Linked DNA regions of Mus musculus: regions 1, 2 and 3 are each linked to region 4. A link is a contact called in public Hi-C and HiChIP or PLAC-seq data. All regions are on one chromosome and are shown on one strand. The core of a region is the stretch at or near the end of the contact, and the rest is flanking DNA. Distances in the headings are between cores, read along the strand shown. Region 1 overlaps Gm50595. Region 2 overlaps Gm50595. Region 3 overlaps Gm39857 (a long non-coding RNA gene). Region 4 holds the start of Hoxd9 (homeobox D9).

Region 1 (2,854 bases), core at 94-2,593, 820 kb after region 4:
TGGACAGACTAACACTGAACTCAGGCTGCTAGCTGCCCCCAGCCCAGGCCGCTGACACTTTTATTTGCTGGCATTAACAATGTTGTAGCAGCTGGGTCCTGCCAAAGTGGCTGCTTCCAATACTTAGGCAAGGACTCCTTTAAGAGGAGAGCCAAGGGATGCTTCTCTGGGGTGAGCCCTCAGCTTGGTCTGCTCACATCAGAATGGCAATGGGTGCTGCATGGTCTCAAAACTAAAGCAAGAGTAGAGAATTGGCAAATGCCACACATGCACACACGCACATGTATACACACACACACACACACACACACACACACACACACACACGCAAACCTTGTCATGCTCTTTATTGTTACTAGTTTCCCCTTCTAACAAGAATAAAGACATTTTGCAGTCTAAAAAACACAAGACTAGGGAATATATCTTGCTGGTAACGTGCTTTCCTGGCACTCCATCCATCTTCACCACCAAAAATAATGGTGTCGGTGGCCCACACCGGTAATCTCAACACTTGGGACGCAGAAGCAAGAAGATCAGTAATCCTTAGCTAAATAGAGAGGTTGGGGCTAGCCTTAGCTACAAGAGAGCCTGTCCGAAAGAGGTAAACCCACAGTTGCAGCTTAGCAACGGTGCCATATTCAAGGAGCAGTGAGCATCTACAACAGCTGAGGGTGGCCATGGTCACTGGCCCAGCACCTAAAGACAGGCACAGAATCTAGTTCTAAAAGCATCTCAGAACAGAGGCACTTGAGTGACTATGGAAGAGAGAGAACTTGACAGTTCCAGCTGCCGTAGCGGAAGGAGACAGAGATGCAGCGAGCACAAAGGAACGGAGAGTGCTGGACTCTGCAGTGTGGGAAGATGCTGGTGGCAGGACAGACAAAGGGACCTGTGCAACAGATGTCTCCACTCACCTGCTGTGGTGGAACCCTAGGGTCTGCACACATACCTCCTCTGTAATCTCTGCTAGTTGCAACAGACTGTTTTACACACTTACCTGGAACTCTGTGGTTGAGGTGTTGCTAGGTGTCCTGAGCTATTATTTTCACAAGTTTCCCTATTGTATGAGTGAGAAAACAGGCAGAGAAGCTAATGAGTCAGTAAATAACAAGAGTGGGGTTTGAACTCCTTGCTCCTGGGCATCCAGCTTCTCTACTGCTTGGTGACTGTGACACTAAACTAACAGCCTGTGACAACTCAGTGAGAAGGGAAACTGGAGACAAAAGTAATGTGTTGCGGAAGATAAAAATACTTAAGGGAAGGATGCCGGGTTAGCCTTCCCCAGATCTTACCAAAATAGATGCTGCTGGCTTCGGATGGTGTATGACCTCTTTGTGCATCGCTGATTGAATGCATGCCTTGGGAAACTCCTCCTAAAAGGAGGCAGGCACCGCATTCCACACAAAGAGAACTGTGCACAAAGCAGGTCTGGCTCCTGTTCCCAATGAGCTCACAGCCAAAGGGAAAAGAAAGCCAGAAGGGCAATGGCGATACAAAGTCACCTTCCCAAGTTAATAAAGCATGGTGGGATTAGAAGTGCATAGACTCAGAAGACCACACCACGCTTCCTGGGAGGGGAAAGAAAAACCCAAATTAAACCGAGTCCTGATAACTGAATTTGAGTTAGCCAGGAGAAAAAGGCCAAAAAGAATTCCAGGCAAAGGAATAGCACAGACTGAGCAAGCAAGACAGGCCATGATTGCATTTGAGAGAGAGATGGGAAAATGTATTTGTGTGGGTAGGCTGAAGCTGGGTCCTACCTACCATCTACAGCACTCACGCTTTATTATGAAGTTCATGAAAGCGAGAGATGAGACTTGCTTTTTTTTTTTTTTTAAAGAATGTGTTGAGGTCCTACTATGTGCTACGCATTGTTCTGGGTATTTTGCTGACAGACTGAAGAGCCTGGTTTCACATGCAGAAGGGGAGGAAGCTGTTCAACATCAGAAACTGTTCAACATCAAGCATAAAAGGCAAGTTGTCTAGTGTCTTAGAAGAAAAGGTAGCGTCAGGTGAAGTGGACTGGGGCAAGATGACCCTGACCAAGTTCAATGCTAGACAGTGTGTTGGGAGTGACTCTCTTTGTAGACCAAACTGGCCTGGAACTCACAGAGGTCCAACTGCCTCTACCTCCCAAGTGCTGGGATTAAAGGTGTGCACCACCACTGCCCAGCCTGGGAGTGGTCGTCCAGATGATGAGAGCAAGGACTTGAGGGGACTTGACTAAGCATGCCACACCCCTGCAGCAATGGCTGCAAATACATGCTTAGATAATCACTTCACATGTGTGTGAAACCATCTGGATTCCCACAGTCTTGCTTTCCTAACATGGAGTTATAGTCCCATCTTAATTCAAAAACATAAAACCACTACACTTTAAACTCTCCCTCCTAGAGTACAAAAAAAAAAAAGCCAAATCCAGAAACAAACTAAACTTCAGCTTGAACTGCAATGGTTTCAGTGAGCTGCTAATACCGTCCACAGCCACCAGGTGCTTGGACCTCTGGAAGCTTGCCTCGTGCCTTTATCTTATGAGCATCTCTTTTGACGAAGAGCTACTTTAAAATATTTGATTTACACCTAATTTTTCTGCATCTGTTCCCAAAGAGTTACTTTTCACTGGGAAACAAAAGTAAAGATATTTGGTCAATTCTATTTCTTTCTTCCTTTTTATTTTGCCTCCCCCCCCCCCAACCCCCTTCTGGGTTTACAATCAGCAGAAACAGCTGCACGAATTGCCTGTTCCCTTCCCAAACTAACAGGGCTCTAACATACAAAACATCTATTCTGCTTCTAAATTTGTTTTTAATTATATTACAAGATGGAGAGAGAAATGCTTTAGCTGTTAACACTG
Region 2 (3,265 bases), core at 162-2,661, 770 kb after region 4:
TTAATGAAAGCAGCGACCCACCTCAGAATCATAGAGGGCTCCATTTTTACCACCTCCTGTGCAGAGGACATGTTCCGTTGACCTAGTGTGAAAAAGACAGCTGATGACCTGTTTGTTCCAAGACATGGATCTTGATCACAATTTGTTATATCTTAAGGTGTGTTGTAAATAACAGGTCCCGGCTTGTGCTGTGATGTTTGCCCTAGTACTACACATAACCAGCCTTCTAAACTTTCACAGTTTCCATGTATCTGTTGTTGTTGTTGTTCCTTCCTCTTTTCCTCCTCTTCTTCCGTTTTACTTACACCGTTTAATACCAGCTCTAATAAGAGGCAAACTACCATGCCCTACTTTTTCATTGGCAAATTTATTGAACAAATTTCTATTCTCTCATCCCTGTCACTTAGGAAATGTTTGCTTAAACTGGACCAAGGGCTGCTGGTATAGAAACCCACTTACTCTTCCCATTGGCCAACACTGACCAGTGAAATAATATTAAGCTCCTGTTAATCTTCCCAGTCATTCAGAAAAGACAAAACTCCGAAAACACAGTACTCTTAGCTGTGTTAAGAAAAACAACTTGGGGCTGGTGAGATGGCTCAGTGGGTAAGGGCACCCGACTGCTCTTCCGAAGGTCCGAAGTTCAAATCCCAGCAATCACATGGTGGCTCACAACCACCCGTAATGAGATCTGATGCCCTCTTCTGGTGTATCTGAAGACAACTACAGTGTACTTACATATAATAAATAAATCTTTAAAATAAAAAAGAAAAGAAAAACAGCTTAAATAGAAGAGGAAAAAAATGTCACCCAAGTTGGATATTCTAGTTCTCAGTTATGAAAGCTGTATATCTCCCACTGCAAGAAGTCTCACGTCTGAAGGGAAATGGAGGAGGCATCTGCTGTGTGGCCATGTGCTCTTTCACCCAGTGGCATTTCCCGGCATCCCCAGCCACCAGGGAGTTTCAAGGTAGCTCTAGTTTTCCCGAGCTAATCAACTAAAAGCAGCTAACTACCCAACAGGCTTTGCGGTGCAGGCTGAGGCTGGCTCTTCTCAAGGAGGACAGGCAGGCTGTAGCCTTTAAAAATGGATTTCAGTGAGAACTAAGGACAGTGATTTTCTTCTGGAATGGTCGGGCTCTTATTCCAGTACAGTTCTCAGTTAGCCATTTTTCTTGAACAAGAACCTGGAAAATCTGTCATTCTATAGCTCACAAAGACACCCGTAATCTGCTATCAGCATACAGTTTGATAAAAGAGCCATTTCCCCTTTCTCACAATCTTCTACTGGCAGGAACAAGAGCCCAGTGCGATCCAACGCCGAGCACATGGCATTTCTGGCTGTGATACAAAGGACTCCAACATCCTTCTGCATATTTGATGACCCTGGGGACCCTGCAGTGTAGCGCTGCTGTGGGAACATCTGAGGCCGCCAGCGGGCACAGCTGTCTTTGTCTTCCCACGCTGCTCAGAGCTGTGGTTGTGGGGAGCTGCAGAAACGGAAACGGGGTGCTGGTTGAGAAAAATCATAAGGCTCACCAGGGCCCACATTCCCCCACGAAATCAGTCTATCTGGTTCTGAGTTGCTGATTTCTGTTCACACCCCCACCCCGTATGTTGCCTATTGTGCCCCCGCATCTCTTCACCTCACTGAAGGCTGTGTCCCATAAAGAAAACCGGTCTCTCAGGGGAAGCACTGTGGCTTCTGGTGTGGGACTCTGCCCTAGAAGTGGTGGGGTTAGAGTGCTGCGGTTTCCTGGGATGTGATGAAAACAGGGTCCACACAGTGTTTACATGTCGTTCAGGAAGGGACCGGGGGCTTCTGAGAAGGAAAAGGCTTCGGACTGGCAGTGGTAATGTTCACCTTTAATCCCAGCACTCAGCAGACAGAGGCGGATGGATCTCTGTGAGTTTTGAGGCCAGCCAGATCTACATAGCAAATTCCAGGCCATTTAAACCTATATAGTGTGGCCCTGCCTCCTCCCTCCAAAAAGTAAAAAAAAAGAAAGGAGGAAGGGAGAGAGGGAGGGAGGGAGGGAGGGAGGGAGGGAGGGAGGGAGGGAGGGAGGGAGGGAGGGAGGGAGGGAGGGAGGGAGGGGAAGAAAATGAGAGAAGAAACCTGTTCATGTCTTGAAATAAGACATGTTTATCTGAGCAATGCTGAGTGCCCCCCTCACTGTAGTCTCCTACTTGATGCACTATTATAAGCTTGCCTTCAAACTACACGAGACAATTATTCTTAACTCTCTCTAAATACCAAAATAATCATGCACAAATCTTTTAAAAATGCAAAGGCAGCAGTGTGTGATAGCATGGGCTGGAATCCCAGCACACAGGAAGCTGATGCACGAAGAACACAAGTTCAAGGCCAGCTTCAGCTATAGAGCCAGACCATGCCTCAGACAGAAAAAAAAGAGAGAGATCGAGAGAGAGAGAATTTGCTGCTCAAATGCCAGCCCAAAAGGACTAGTTCAGAATCTTCAGCATTAGGGATCAGCAATTCTTACGCTGAAAGTCCCAGTGCCCAGCTGAGGTGGGAGTCCCTGGTTGGCAGCCACTGAGCGGGTGATTCACAAATGCCCAGTGGCTCCAGCAGCAAAGATTTTGAGAATTCCTCTCCCTGGACATGGTAGGACTCTGATTTCCTGAAGCATTTGCCCTTGTGAACATGTCTGACAATTGGTCTAAAGGCAGCCTGCTCAGTCCCACTAAGAGGACTTCCCATTTCTAGAGAGATCTTTTACCATTTTAAGAATAGGTGTATAGAGAGGAATTCGAGGGAGGAAAAAGAAAGGGGAAGTGAATTAATTATATTTTAATCTCTAAAATGGTTTTAAAAGAATAAGTAAATAACCAGGCAATGATGACATTCACCTTCATACCCAGGACTCAGGAGGCAGAAACAAGTGAATCTCTGAGTTCAAGGCCAGCCTGATCTACGGAGTGAGTTCCAGGACAGCCAGAGCTACTGAGAGAAACTCTTGTCTCAAAACAAACAAGCAAACAACAAAAATAGGTATATAAGAAAAGCAAGACGGGCCTTTGGGCCTCCATCATTTAAGTTGAATTGCACCAATGGTCAAAACATGACAATACAAAGTCATTCATTATTGATTCTAACTAAAGCCAAGCAATGGGCATGATTGACTCCATTGGAAGGATCCAAAATGATCAAGAAAGTAGTAGCAATGTGTGAGGTCAGGACATCACCCATTCACCCACTTACATGGCTAAGTTCATAGTAATTAAAGGGATGTATGGATAC
Region 3 (2,912 bases), core at 397-2,896, 650 kb after region 4:
GTGTGTGGGGTGGATATTATTCATCAGAAACAGCAATAGTAATTTTTTCCCTATGGTCCAAGTTGGCTACAGAAGAGCCCAAATAAGTTTGGGTTAATTGGTAGGTTTGGGTTTTGGTTTGGTTTGGTTTGGCTTTGTTGTTGTTGTTATTAATTGGTTTTTGGTTTTTGTTTGGTTTGGTTTGGTTTTGTCTGTTCTTCAAAAGCAATTCATTTCGGAGCTCTTAGAGTATAAAAAAAATGGTGTAAAAGTAATGAGAAGGTAACTGTAGATTAAAATGAAACCATGGTGTGGTATATTTGATTCAGCTAGCAAAGGTAATGAGCAGCAATGTGAACTACTATGCTTTGCTGAACCCTGCCTCCGACAATCTGCCATTCCAAATATTTACCAGTGTTCCATTGCTTCACCACATCCATAATACTGAGAATCAAGAGGCAAAGTTAAGCTAAATTAAAAAACAAAACAAAACAAGAAAAACTAAGCTCAACCTCAGAGAGCTATCTCACTCTACTTTCATACTAAGATGACTCCAGTGATTCAATGTCAACTTGAACCTCTCCTTTGGGCACTAGAGGTAAAGTCAGGAAGTATCCCTGGGACAGAGCAAGGACATGCAGGCTCTGTCACCATCACCAGAAAGATAGCTAAGCCTCCGCTTTCTCAGGAATGTCATAAAACAAGGCATGTAAAGACCAATTTGGAAGCCTCCTAGACCCATTGAAGTCACTGTGGCTTTTTTTGAACTTCCTGGCTAACTTTCTATGGTCCACAGCCCCCGACAGGATACAAAAAACCTGTGTGACTCAAAAGTTGGGTGGGAGGGGGATGTGGTACCAGGAGGGAGGCATTTAATTCAGTGGCAGCCCAACCAGAACACCTGAGCTCACCCTCTGGTTAAGGAGAGCAGAACATGAGCTGTTTTAATGACCCCAGATAGCCAGGGCCTCTGTTTTATGTCTTATGGAAATTACTGGGAAGCCAGGAAGCGTGTGGTGAAAGCATCTGTTGGGCCATGTGCACGTTAGCCACTGGTGTGCTGCTCCTTCACATTTAGCTGCAACAGGGGCCAGGCCAGCCCAAATGTATTTCTTTGAAGCATTATGTACAAAGGCCACTTCTTGGAAATTCTGAGTTGCTCTAGAAGGATGCTGGGTACTTACTTGCCAAGCCTTTGAAGCACCGGCTAATGAGACTGAGAGAAACCCACTGGCCAGGCCCTGGTGTAAGTGGACATTTCCCAGGGAGAAATTTTATGCAGAGAAAACGCTCACATGGAGTCTTCTATCATAGAGATATGTGGTTTCCTAGACATCTGTGGTCACTGGACATTGTTCAGCCAGACCTTAAAATACCTCACCTCTGTCAACAGTCCACCACCAGGATCCATGAGATTGCAGCATGACCCTAGCACCAGGCTGCACACAGCAGTGAGGTTTTGAAAGGGCAATCATGGAGGTTCTTTCCCAGTTGCCTAGATATAATGTGTAACCCATACCAGGCCAGTAGAAGAGATGCCATCAGTTCACGCCCAGGCACATGAGGGAGAATTGATTTTACAACAACAAGCTGCAGGCATCTGCCGTCTTGAGCCGCTAAATTAACCACCTGCAGTTATCAAACCAGAAGGGGGAAACACGGGCAAGAAATGCAGGTGAAAGCTATTTTCATGGATAAGAATGAGTTCTCTGACCCAAGAGGTGTTCAAGCATCGCTTGGTCCAGATGTGACAGAGGGAATTCAGGCATCCAGGTGCTTCAGCTAGACCAATGAGTTTCAATCCTAGTCATTCCCCATGGTCTCCTGAGAATCTTTCAAAGACTACATCTTGCTGTACCTGTGCTCTATGGGGAGAACCACCAGGCTGGGAACAAGACTTAAAGAATTGGTCATTCAGAGATTCTAAGGCGCTCGAGAACTGGTCGTCTTTACAGCGGATGGCATTTGTGATCCCTGTATGTGCAGGAAGTCTGTGATTTCCTACCAAGGTTCCGAGCCTTACCTACCACCTATGTACAGGTAGGAAGTGGCCTGTGTAGACAGCCAGACACTGGGGAATGGTCCACACACACACACACACACACACACACACACACAATATAGTGTTTTGCATATTTGCTGATGTTCCCCCCCCAAAAGCATGCAGAAATGAATCACTATTGAAACAATTTGCTTTCAGTTAGTGCATGGATGCCTTCCCATGATGCCCTGATGCTTTGTTTGTCCTCCTATAAAAATTATTTATGACCCAAGTGTGATCTTTTAAATCAGAATACTTATTCCTGAGATCAAAGCTCCAGCATGCTAATGCAAGTAGAAGCCTCGATAATTTTTCAAAGCCACGTTGAATATTCAAAAGCTGGAGCTGAAGGAAAGGGGTTTAACATTAATTAATATTTGAAGCAGTAAAATAAAAGCAACAGTGAAGCTAATTTTGCAGGACAATTAATCATGAGTCTTGCTAATTACACATGGGATTTTGCAAATGATTTTTTTTTCCGCAGGTAGCAAAGTAAAAATGATAATCCACTACCCATCAAAATCATTGGCTTCTCACCAATGTCCCCAGCAAGAGCAATTAGTGGAAACAGCAGAGCCCTAGTAATTGCATGTCAAGAGAGGAAAGCGGTAGGATTTTAATTGCTCTAAATAAAGACCACTTGCTCATCTGTACACCTGATTGTCCAAAACAGCCCTGTAAGCCAGAGCAAGCATGCCACCGCTTCCAGGTGCCCACATAAAAAGAACTCTGTGGGAGCGCTCTTCTCTCAGCAACCCATGCAGTTTCTGGAGGAAAATATCAATATGCATTCATGCTCTGAACTGCAGTGTCATCACTTGACTATAAGAACCAAAAGAAAAAAAAAAAACACCCACTTGGGAAAATGTGCATATTCTTTATATTTGCCAAA
Region 4 (3,014 bases), core at 104-2,603:
ATAAATTTGCCCCTGACTTACCTTGGATGGGCAAAAGAAGTAGAGTGATTTTAACCTCTGCGTTTCTCCCAGCGATGTGGGGAGCGCCATTAGTTGCTGATGGGGGGAAACCTGTGCTACAGGAAAGGGCAGGCCCCCTGAAACAAAATCAGAAAGCCATTCGCCAAGGCAATCAATCAGGTCCTAAGTAGCCATTTACCCCCTTTCTTGGCGGGGCTAGAGGTGGGTTGGGAGCCCTCCAAGGGTGCTCTGGGCAACTTGTAGAGCGAGGAATATGTCCTCTCAGCCGCCGCTGGCGTGCGGCTTTTGTCTCGGCTCCCAGGCAGGCTTTGTACCATGGATTTGGGAGTGACAATGGGCATTTCTCTCAGATTCAAGGCTGCCCGGCCTTACCTCTCAAGGGGAAAACTGGAAAGGGGGTGGATCAAGGACCTGTTCTTTCGTCTGGATTTTGAAGACATCTTCAGAATCCGTTTGCAGGCACGTGTGAAAGGCACGCAGCGAACCTACCCTCGGAGATGCGGTTCCTGCAGGCCTCTCTGAGGCTGGGCTAATTCCGGCTAGTGAGAACCGGTCTCACTGGCCTTTAGGTTTTCCCCTCTGTGGCATGTTTTCTTGCAGGGCCATTCCAGAAGGCTGGGGAAAGATGAGGCACCATGGCCATCACTGTCGGCTCCTTGGGACTCCAGTGCTCACCACCCATGCGAGGGCAGAGAGACAGCCCTTGGAGGCCGCCCCTTGGAAGCCATGCTGAGCTGGACCAGGCCCGAGAGTCCAGTTGACCCAGCTCACCCCCTGGGCCTCGGGGCGTGTGCCTAGCTTTTTGTCGAGGGTTTACATGTGGCTGCCCCGGGAGTGTGAGCGCGGTAGAGGGAGGGGCACTCCGAGCTGCTCCATCCGTCCGTTTTATTAGGGACACATTAATCTATAATCAAATACACCTCATAAAATTTTTATTGAAAGGCATAATATCATTACAGAGGTCTTCCACCTGTTTTAAACAACACGCCAAGCTGTGTGAGTGTGTGTGTGTGTGTGTGTGTGTGTGTGTGTGTGTGTGTGTGTAGGGATGGGTTTAGGTAAGAAAAGAGGCGAGGGGAGAACGACTCCCTTTGGGCGACAGGGGTCCGCCCTTAAAGGCCAGCCTGCCTGGGGCAGCCCGGGCCCAGGAGCCTCCAACTGCTCCGGGGCTTTGGATAATCGCCTAGGTGTGACTTAGAAGCCCGGCCCAGGGCTCAGAGCCCAGGAGTCGGAGAGCCAGAGTCCGGGTGGAGATCGCAGGACCCAGAGAGGCAAGAAGAGATGAACAAATAGTCCCCAGCGCCTCCTGCGGCCGCAGTTAGGCCTGTGGCCGCCGCCGCCACCAGGGCGGGCTGAGCCGGGCCAGGCCGGGCTGGTGCGTGGACCTGGGCCCGGCAGCTCTAATTGCAACGCTCCTGTTGATGATGATTTTTTTTTTTTTAAATCACAGCAGCCCCCAGTTTAGCGGACTGATTTACTCCGGGTATTGGTAAATATGATCACGTGGGCCGCGCGACCAATGGTGGTGGCTGCAGCCTGCGAACTAGTCGGCGGCTCGGGCGCCGGCGAGGAGCCGCTCGGCGGTGGGCAGTGGAACCTTGGGTGGGAGCGAGCGGCGCCTCACCATGTCGTCCAGTGGCACCCTCAGCAACTACTACGTGGACTCGCTCATAGGCCATGAGGGCGACGAGGTGTTCGCCGCGCGCTTTGGGCCACCGGGGCCGGGGACACAGGGCCGGCCCGCAGGTGTGGCCGATGGCCCAGCCGCCGCCACCGCCGAGTTCGCCTCGTGTAGTTTTGCCCCCAAATCGTCCGTGTTCTCCGCCTCGTGGTCCGCGGTGGCCGCCCAGCCCCCGGCGGCGGCGACGATGAGCGGCCTGTACCACCCGTACGTGTCCCCGCCGCCCCTGGCTGCCGCCGAGCCGGGACGCTACGTACGCTCCTGGATGGAGCCGCTGCCCGGCTTCCCCGGCGGCGCAGGCGGTGGCGGTGGCAGTGGTGGCGGCGGTGGCGGAGGCCCGGGTCCCGTTCCCAGCCCCGGTGGCCCAGCCAACGGGCGCCACTACGGGATTAAGCCTGAAACCGGAGCGGCCCCGGCCCCCGCTGCAGCCTCCACCTCCTCCTCCTCCTCCACCTCCTCGTCCTCCTCCTCCAAAAGGACTGAGTGCTCCGCGGCCCGCGAGTCCCAGGGGAGCGGCGGCCCAGAATTCCCGTGCAACTCGTTCCTGCGGGACAAGGCAGCGGCGGCGACAGGGAACGGGCCCGGGGTGGGAATCGGGACCGGGCCAGGGGCGGTAGGCTCGTCCGAGCCCTCAGCTTGCAGCGATCACCCGAGCCCGGGCTGCTCGCTGAAGGAGGAGGAGAAGCAGCCGCCGCAGCCGCCGCAGCAGCAACTTGACCCAAGTAAGTGCAAAAGAAATTGCCCCCTGATTTATTGCTGAAACCTGTAAGGCTCGAATGTGCAAAACTGATAGTTTTACTAACCTATAAAAACGTCTAGACGCCTACCCAAGCCTAGGCGAGCAACACGTATCCATAAAAAGCTTCCCATAACCACCTACCTTGGGCGCGCGGTTTGTACGGTAAACAGAGCGCGGGCATTAAGGCTTTTTATGATAATTCCCCCAAGTTGTGAAAAGCGTCCATCCTTGGTGAAATTAATTTAACGACCTCTCTTCCCCACCCTGTCGTCTCTCCCTGCCTCCCCTCCGCCCCTCGCTCCCTTGTCTGCAAACCCCCCTCTTCCTAGACAACCCTGCAGCGAACTGGATCCACGCTCGCTCCACCCGGAAAAAGCGCTGTCCCTACACCAAATACCAGACGCTAGAGCTGGAGAAGGAATTCCTCTTCAACATGTACCTCACCCGGGACCGGCGCTACGAGGTGGCCAGGATTCTGAACCTTACAGAGAGACAAGTCAAAATCTGGTTCCAGAACCGTAGGATGAAAATGAAAAAGATGAGCAAGGAGAAGTGCCCTAAAGGAGACTGACC

What was found. A called contact is a pair of places that touch in the nucleus more often than the background predicts. HiChIP or PLAC-seq counts read pairs in DNA pulled down with a chosen protein or histone mark.
Region 1: a Hi-C map of uterus shows a contact between it and region 4, with 5 times the contacts expected there. The contact joins the enhancer-like site here to the promoter of Hoxd9 in region 4. A contact is called at or near these places in 2 of 39 promoter capture datasets (3T3-L1-derived adipocytes and hematopoietic stem and progenitor cells), 3 of 484 Hi-C or Micro-C datasets (all in uterus) and 3 of 115 datasets of contacts at active chromatin or transcription factors (embryonic forebrain, embryonic limb bud and neural tube).
Region 2: an H3K27ac HiChIP or PLAC-seq map of T-cell acute lymphoblastic leukemia shows a contact between it and region 4, with 6 times the contacts expected there. The contact joins the enhancer-like site here to the promoter of Hoxd9 in region 4. A contact is called at or near these places in 8 of 39 promoter capture datasets (the 3T3-L1 cell line, 3T3-L1-derived adipocytes, the C10 cell line and 5 more), 5 of 484 Hi-C or Micro-C datasets (cerebellum, cerebral cortex, embryonic stem cells and 2 more), 9 of 115 datasets of contacts at active chromatin or transcription factors (T-cell acute lymphoblastic leukemia, craniofacial prominence, embryonic forebrain and 6 more) and 2 of 9 other capture datasets (adipose tissue and embryonic stem cells).
Region 3: an H3K4me3 HiChIP or PLAC-seq map of embryonic limb bud shows a contact between it and region 4, with 4 times the contacts expected there. The contact joins the enhancer-like site here to the promoter of Hoxd9 in region 4. A contact is called at or near these places in 1 of 39 promoter capture datasets (the C10 cell line), 2 of 484 Hi-C or Micro-C datasets (both in uterus), 7 of 115 datasets of contacts at active chromatin or transcription factors (craniofacial prominence, embryonic forebrain, embryonic hindbrain and 4 more) and 3 of 9 other capture datasets (embryonic stem cells, liver and macrophages).

Annotation. Positions count from the first base shown.
Region 1 is chr2:75,513,023-75,515,876 of GRCm38.p6, forward strand. The region is part of intron 2 of Gm50595; the gene reads right to left. It overlaps Gm39854 (a long non-coding RNA gene), which reads left to right. Exons shown (of 3, transcript XR_866456.1): 3 at 1,841-2,005. Among named protein-coding and RNA genes, the nearest start is that of Gm39854, 5.5 kb to the left of the region's middle. Within about 2 kb of position 1,344, at least 4 of the 459 cell types and tissues checked have an H3K27ac peak or open chromatin away from gene starts, as enhancers often do. A contact at or near this core is called in uterus, where this site is marked.
Region 2 is chr2:75,469,135-75,472,399 of GRCm38.p6, forward strand. Gm50595 reads right to left here. Exons shown (of 7, transcript XM_017319380.1): 4 at 1,279-1,490; 5 at 22-82. Among named protein-coding and RNA genes, the nearest start is that of 9430019J16Rik, 27 kb to the left of the region's middle. Within about 2 kb of position 1,412, at least 96 of the 459 cell types and tissues checked have an H3K27ac peak or open chromatin away from gene starts, as enhancers often do. A contact at or near this core is called in T-cell acute lymphoblastic leukemia, adipose tissue, cerebellum and 6 more, where this site is marked.
Region 3 is chr2:75,350,130-75,353,041 of GRCm38.p6, forward strand. All of the region lies in intron 3 of Gm39857 (a long non-coding RNA gene), which reads right to left. Among named protein-coding and RNA genes, the nearest start is that of Gm32927, 8.5 kb to the right of the region's middle. Within about 2 kb of position 1,647, at least 5 of the 459 cell types and tissues checked have an H3K27ac peak or open chromatin away from gene starts, as enhancers often do. A contact at or near this core is called in embryonic limb bud, where this site is marked.
Region 4 is chr2:74,696,410-74,699,423 of GRCm38.p6, forward strand. It overlaps Hoxd9 (homeobox D9), which reads left to right and starts at 1,354. Exons shown (of 2, transcript NM_013555.4): 1 at 1,354-2,424; 2 at 2,771-3,014. The coding sequence starts at 1,647. The coding sequence ends at 3,012.